Linked DNA regions of Mus musculus: region 2 is linked to region 1. The links are chromatin contacts, called in public promoter capture Hi-C maps. All regions are on one chromosome and are shown on one strand. Each heading gives the region's core, a stretch centred on a gene start, on an enhancer-like site or on the middle of the called end of the contact. The rest is flanking DNA. Distances are from core to core; before and after follow the strand shown.

Evidence for each region. Capture Hi-C pulls out chosen DNA fragments and counts their contacts.
Region 2: a promoter capture Hi-C map of pancreatic islet shows a contact between it and region 1. The contact joins the promoter of Lrrc51 here to the promoter of Pgap2 in region 1. A contact is called at or near these places in 4 of 39 promoter capture datasets (erythroid cells, hematopoietic stem and progenitor cells, liver and 1 more), 6 of 484 Hi-C or Micro-C datasets (B cells, the HL-1 cell line, embryonic stem cells and 2 more), 1 of 115 datasets of contacts at active chromatin or transcription factors (embryonic stem cells) and 3 of 9 other capture datasets (adipose tissue, liver and pancreatic islet).

What each region holds. Positions count from the first base shown.
Region 1 is chr7:102,221,109-102,224,799 of GRCm38.p6, forward strand. Pgap2 (post-GPI attachment to proteins 2) reads left to right here and starts at 1,963. Exons shown (of 7, transcript NM_001382592.1): 1 at 1,963-2,042; 2 at 2,271-2,382.
Region 2 is chr7:101,919,117-101,922,807 of GRCm38.p6, forward strand. It overlaps Lrrc51 (leucine rich repeat containing 51), which reads right to left and starts at 2,109. Exons shown (of 5, transcript NM_001357584.1): 1 at 2,053-2,109; 2 at 1,521-1,658. The coding sequence starts at 1,602.

The DNA of each region.
Region 1 (3,691 bases), core at 713-3,212:
TTGGGATGACTTCAGACACACGAGTAAGTAATGTGCCTTCTCTAGAGACTTTACTACTTGGTAAAATGGGGATATTAAGCTGGGTGTGGTGGCGCACGCCTTTAATTCCAGCACTTGGGAGGCAGAGGCAGGCAGATTTCTGAGTTCGAGGCCAGCCTGGTCTACAGAGTGAGTTCCAGGACAGCCAGGGCTACACAGAGAAACAATGTCTCAAAAAAACAAAAACAAAAACAAAAAACAAAAAACAAAAAATGGGGATATTATTCGATTCTACCTTGGTGAGGGATTTGGCTTAGTTGGTAGAGTGCTTGCTCAGCATGCACCAATAACTTCCAGCCATCCATAGCCCATGGATTGGTGAGACATACATGTAGTCCTACACTAAGAAGTGGAGGTTTGACTACATAACAGGTTTGAGGCCTGTGTGGGCTATGTGAGATTCTTGCCTACTTTTTTTTTTTTTTTTTTTTTTTTTTGACTTTTCAAGACAGGGTTTCTCTGTGTAGTCCTGGCTGCCCTGGAACTCACTCTGTAGACCAGGCTGGCCTCGAACTCAGAAATGCGCCTGCCTCTGCCTCCCAAGTGCTGGGATTAAAGGCATGCACCACCACTGCCCAGCTCTTGCCTGCTTTTTGAAGGGAGGAGGATACTATTTTTTACTTTGCAATGTGGGAATGCTGATGGAGATTAGAGGACAACTTGTGGGAGGTAGTTCTCTCTTTCCATTCTGCTGTTTCCAAGGACTGAACTCGGTTATAGGCCTGGGTAGCAAGTACCATTAGCCACTGAGCTATCTCATCCACCCAGAGGTCTCACTGAACAAGTCACCTCACCCATAGGGGACTCAGTTAAAAAAAAAAAAAAAAAGATCCACTTTATTTTTATGAGGATTAAATGAGTTAAATGCAAAGTAGCAATGTGCCTAGGATGTGATTTTAAGTAGGATTTAAACGGTGATAACTGTCTGACTCAGAAGTCCCACTACTGCTACAGTTGGTCCTGACAATCCTCAAGATGTCTGTAGGAAATTGTTGATCCCCTCACCCTCCTTCCTATTTTGGGTAGGATAGTTTTTTCAAAAACTATCAGTCTAGGCCAGGCCAAAGTGGGAAAAGAACACCTGGACCTGGTTTCTTCTCCTCTTCCTCTTCCTCCTCCTCTTCCTCCTCCTCCCCCTCCTCCTCCTCCTCCTCTCCCCCTCCTCCTCCCCCCCCTCCTCTCCCTGCCCCTCCTTCTCTTCTTCCTCCTTTTCCGTGAAGAACCCTTAAGCTGGATCTGGCTGAACGTCCCGTCCCCCCCTCCCCCCGCCCCTTCCTCCTCCTCCCTCGCGTGCGCCAGTGATGTCGGACAGCATAGGGCTCCCTCTTCTGATAAAAGGTGAGAACAGCTTTGGCCCTTAGTTTCTGAGATGGGCGTAGATGATCTATCTGCAATGTGGCTTTTGGTTTATTTTTATTTTATTTTATTTTTCAGCTCCTTTTGTTGGATGCTGTAGCCGGTCATAGGGAATAAAGTTTGAGGGAAAATAGCCACGGCTGGGGCAAATTTGGCTTAATATTTCAGAAGTGCAAAGCTGGATAATTCGATTAGAATGAGGGTAGAGGACTGGAGAATCGGGTCAGGTAATGAAAGAATTTGGGCCCCATTGAATTAATTTTACATTCTTTCAACAGGTGATGGCATGCAGCCACAGGTAAGATGACAAGGTGACTTATTCAACATTTCAAAACCATGTGTCCTGGGCCCTCTGACTGCTCTCACGTACTCAAAAATAATGGGGACAGAGCCGAACTACTAGGGAAGCTTGGCTTGAGGAGACAGTAGATTATAAAGAAAGACTGGAGTCCCGGACCCCAAAATGGGGAGGAGCAAGTGTTGAAACGGGACCAGTTTCCTCTTTAAGACCCACCCCAGAGCGCTGGCCCCGCCTCACGCCGTTGCTGCTGCGACCCGCCCCCTTCCACTCGCCCCCGGGCCGGGCTGGGGCTCCCGGTTCCGCGCCCCTGGCTACGGGGTACGGCCCCCTATCCACCAGTACTTGGGTGAGTAAGGAGGGAATGGCCAGTTTGGACCACAGGGTAACGCCACTTCGGGAGCCCCGCCACGAGGTCCGGCCTCCGCAGGCCTGCGGTCTAGGCGCCTACCTGCCTGTGCCCACACTCAGAACCCCGGGAACTGCAGGCATCCAGGTGCTGAACTGTCTTGCTTTTGTCCACTCGGTGGCAGGGCTAGGTGTGCTGGGTTTAAAGACTGCCTCATTTATTCCGCAGGGCCTTTTGCTCGAGATTCCTCCAGGCACTGCAGATGGAGGCGTGGGGGAGCCCTGGAATCTCAGACTAGTTTTGAATCCCAGCTCTGCCAGTTACTAGCTTGTGGCTTTGAGTAAGTGGTTTTTTTTTTTTTTTTTTTTTTTTTTAAACTACCCTGGGACTTACTTTCTTTTTCTATGAAATGGGAACCCGGAGGACAACACCGTCTCCTAAAATAAATAGAACTAAAAGAGATATTGTATATCAAGTACTGAGCTCAGAATGTAGATTCTGACAGGAGTGTGGTAGTGAGATCTTTAGGGACTTTGGATATGAAGTGGTGGTACTTCTACAAAAACAGTTTTCAGAGCCTTGTAATCTTAGTAACAGGGAGGCAAGGACAGAAGGATTGGGAGTTTCCAGCAAGCCTGGACTACACAGTAAGATCTTTTCTCTGGAAGAGTGTACATAAACACGTGCACACACAAACTAAAATAAAATGAAATCAACTAAGTAGTGCCAATGAAGAACTCCTAGGTTGCCTAGGAGCAGAACTTAAGGTAGTGGGCTCCTCAAACTGAGCTATCAAGCAGTGGCCATGGTGGAGAGGCCTTCCAAGTAATCTAGACCATGTGATTTCCTCTTTTACAATTTGAAACAGGCCCAGGATGGTTAGGTGACTTGTCCAAGGTCATACATGTAAAAGGGAGGCCAGGCACACTGCCAAGAAGTAGAAGCAGCTATCTTTTCTGTTTGTTTCTGACACTGTCCTTGAATGCCACCCCCTGCCCCCCATTGACCCTGCATGGGGTAAGGTCCAGGGTAAGGTTCTTTCAAGCTGACGATCTGGTCTTCAGTTAGAGGATCCCAGTGGTTCACGGATACAGAGCAGCTGGCTTTGGGGAGGACCATTAGGAGGAGGATTGGGTTAAATCTACTTCAGAGAGTCTAGGTGTGGGCTGGCTGGCCACAGTGCTCTTGTGTAGGGCCCTATCTAGAGAATGGGTGAGATCTGGGAGGGTCATCAATGCCACTTCCAACTTCCCAGGGAGATGCTTGACCAAATATTTATTGCCCCAAAGGGGAGGAAGAACTTGAGAACTTGGGTCGGGCTACTTGGCAGAGAGGTAGGTGGAAAGGCAGAGGAAAATGTGGAGGTGTACCCACCTGTTTCTGGAATGCTAGGAGGCCAGCCTGAGATCAGAGTTCTATTTAAGGGTGGGGCCAGAAAGAGTCATGGCTTGAGACCAGAAGGGCCGGTTTTTATGTATCTGGAGCCAGCTATAGTTCGGCACCAAGAAACCTAAACTCTGAGAATGACTTCCCCAAGCTCAGCTTTGAGGAAGAGACTCTCTTGGTTTCTCCATCTTTACAATGGGAACAGGCAGACTGGTTCATGGGTATAGATATATGGTATTTGTTTTCTTTTCTCTTTTGCTCAT
Region 2 (3,691 bases), core at 859-3,358, 300 kb before region 1:
ACATATATGTATATAACTGTGTAATATCAGGAGCTCAGTAAGTTCTGAACCACTAGTTGAGTGTGTGACATCTGCAGGTTCTATTTTGTGATGTACAGGTACCTTGGGAAGAGCTGTCTAGTGTCTTCCTCCTCTGGAGGAGTCCACAAAGAGCAGAGTCAGACCTTCCCATTGAAAGTTGAAAATTTCTGTGCTATAGTAGGAGTGGTTACACAAAGCTATAATTGCACCTAAAACCTTTATGAACCTTTTTGCACAAAGCTATAATTGCAACTAAAACCTTTATGAACTCTGTACTCCAGCAGTCAGAAGTAATGTAGAACACAATAGAGATCACAGTAGGTGAGTCTGTGCTGGGGATACAGAAGACTAAGACATTTGTCTGATTGAGTGATTTCTCAGTACTCTCCATGAACTTCTGGCTACCGCCTGGCTTTTTCTGAAGATGGGTCAACTACCATAAGAGACCCCTGGTTCCTTCTGCATTTGCTACCTTAAAAAACTGGGGTGTGTGGGAGAGGGGAGACTCAGTGGTTAAGAGCACTTGTTACTCCAGAGTTTGATTTCAGTACCCACATGGAGGCTCTCAATCAATCCCGCCTAACTCTATTTCTAAGGAAGCTGAAGCCCTCTTCTGACTTCCATGGGCACTAGGCATGTGTATGATACATATACACATACATTCAGGTAAAACATTCATACACATAAATCTAAAATAAATTAAAAAAGAAAATTTTGCTGGGCAGTGGTGGCGCACGCCTTTAATCCCAGCACTCGGGAGGCAGAGGCAGGCGGATTTCTTAGTTCAAGGCCAGCCTGGTCTACAGAGTGAGTTCCAGGACAGCCTGGGCTATACAGAGAAACCCTGTCTCGAAAAAAAACAAAACAAACAAACAAACAAAAAAAGTTCACAGAACCTGGAAGGGACAGTGCAGCAGCTAAAGAGCACTAGCTGCTCTTCAAAGGACCTGGCTGATTTCCCACCGGCACGAAGGCTCACAGCCATCAGTAACACCAGGTTCAGGGGTTTAATACCCACTTCTGGCCTCTGCCTGCACCAGGCACACAAGGGATGTAGATATACATGTAGGTAAAATACCCATACACATAAGGTTAAAATACATATTTTTAATCTCAAGGCTGAGGATGAAGCTCAGATGTAAGACATTTGTCCTATATGTCAGAGGCCTTGCATTCACTCCTTAACTCAGTAAAACAAAAATATCTTACTCCACCCTCTTCTTCCTTCAAAGACAGCAAGAAGTTGGGAAAATTCTGTTTAGGCTTTTTGTTTGTTTTGGTTTTTGAGACAGGGTTTCTCTGTGTATAGCTTTGGTTGTCCTGGAACTCGCTTTATAGACCTTGAATTCACCAAGACCTTCCTGCCTCTGCCTCCCAAGTGCTGGGACTAAAAGCCTGCACCACCACCGCCCAGGCTGTGTAGGCTTTAAAAAAAGAAGACTTAAGGATTTTTTGTCTTGGTACCATACAGCCTTATCTGAGTGCTGTGCTCTGCTGACCTTGGACCATTTGGACGCTTTTGAAGGAGTAGTCAAGAGGAGGCTCCTGCACGGAAGTGTTCATATAGTCCCGTGAGCTCATAGTTCAGGCCATCATTCATCAGGTGGAAGCATGGGCCCTGGGAGTCTGGCTTCAGCCTGGGAGGACAGAAGAGAATCAATGCTCCAGATATGGAGTGTCTATGCTCAGGATTCCCCACAGCCCTCCACACTGCTTTCTACTCTCTAGAGCTCTAGGCCTGCCTATCTGCATTGCCATTTTAAGATACTGGTGCTTTCATGTATAGTATACTTCTTAGATAAACTTCACAACACTCTGAACTCATCTGATAGTTCGAGCACCCTTATCTTAGGAGATGTTTTGTTTTATTGACATAGGGTCTAATGTAGCCCAGGCTAATCTCAAATTAATGATCTACCTTCCACAGCCTCCTGAGTGTTGGAATTATGGGTATGTACCATCACACAAGCTACAGTACCCATTCCTATTTTCCAGATGAAGAAATTGAGACCCAAAGGGTAAAGGACTTGCCCAGAGTTAAGCCGAGTCAGTTGTGGACCGCAGTCATAGTCTCCAGAATCGTACTCTGAGAACCTTCTTGCAACTCCACAATAGTTACCATAGAGACTGCCTGCTGCCTAGTCTCTGTTGACATCACCTGCAGTATTTTATTGCTTGACAACCCTTGAAGACCTTCCCTGAACCTGATGGGTGTTTGAGAGCCCTTCCCTTTCTGACACAGCTAGGTATTTGCTCCCTTCTCTGTGCAGCTTGTCAATCAGCCCTTTCCATCTGAGTACCCTGCTTCTAGTCACAGCTTGGGTTTAACTATGTATAAACAGAAAACAGGGTCCACCCTCACTCACCTGTCACTGAGGCCTGAAACGCCATCATAAGGGATTCATTCCTTTGGGTTTAGGGATTGTTCCCTGTTAAAATGGAAACATCCCTCAGAGAGAGGTGAACACAAAGTTATCAGTCATTTGTAATGTGTGATGTGTCTTATGCAGTCCTTTCCATTCTGTTAGGGAAAGTAACGCTGAGAACATGTTTTTCCTGAGACTAGGAAAAGCCTTGAACACTACTCACCTGGGAGGAAGAGAGCTGGAAACTCTACCAAGGGCTGTTGGTGTTTGGTGTGTGTGTTCTATTGTGTATCCTTTATTGTGTTCTATTGTGTGTGGGAATCATAGAAACAAAAGGCAAACTAGGTGTCTCTAGCCGGGCGTGGTGGCACACGCCTTTAATCCCAGCACTTGGGAGGCAGAGGCAGGTGGATTTCTGAGTTCGAGGCCAGCCTGGTCTACAAAGTGAGTTCCAGGACAGCCAGGGCTACACAGAGAAACCCTGTCTCGAAACCCCCCCCCCAAAAACAAAAACAAAAACAAAAACCCAAATGTGTCTCTAGGCTAGAGTCCCCTTTCACCCTACCCAATGTCAACACTTCTCTATATCCTTACTTCCCAAAGGATGAGGGTTAGAGCAATTACACACTCAGAGCAGGGTGCTCTGTAGAGCAGTGCTGTCAGAAGAAGACAATCAGGTCACAAATGCAGGCCTCATATATGATCTTTTAGATACATAGTTTCAAGATTTTAGGAGATTGTGGGCTGATGAGAAGGCTCAGCAGGTAAAGGCATGTGCTGCACAAGTCTCAACCTGAATTTGATCCCTGAAATATAATAGGAGAAAATCAAGTCCTTAAGATTGACTCAGCCGGGTAGTGGTGGCACATGCCTTTAATCCCAGCACTTGGGAGGCAGAGGCAGGCAGATTTCTCAGTTTGAGGCCAGCCTGGTCTACAGAGTGAGTTTCAGGACAGCCAGGGCTACACAGAGAAACCCTGTCTTGAAAAACCAAAAGGAGGAGGAGGAAGAAGAGGAGGAAGAAGAAAAAAGATTGTCTCATGACCTCCAGAGACTAGTCCACACACACACAGAACTGAATATATGGATATTTTTCAGAGCTATAATTTCAATAAAATGAAATGGGTAAAATTAATCCTAATATACTAACTCAGTATATTCAAAATATTTAACATGTAATCAATACTAGGAATTACTGGGATATTTTAGAGTCTACCCCAAGATGAATTAGCTACCTGTTGAGTCAGATGCTTAATTGTCACATATGACAATGGCCATCAATCTGCCTGCGCTAGGTTCTTCTA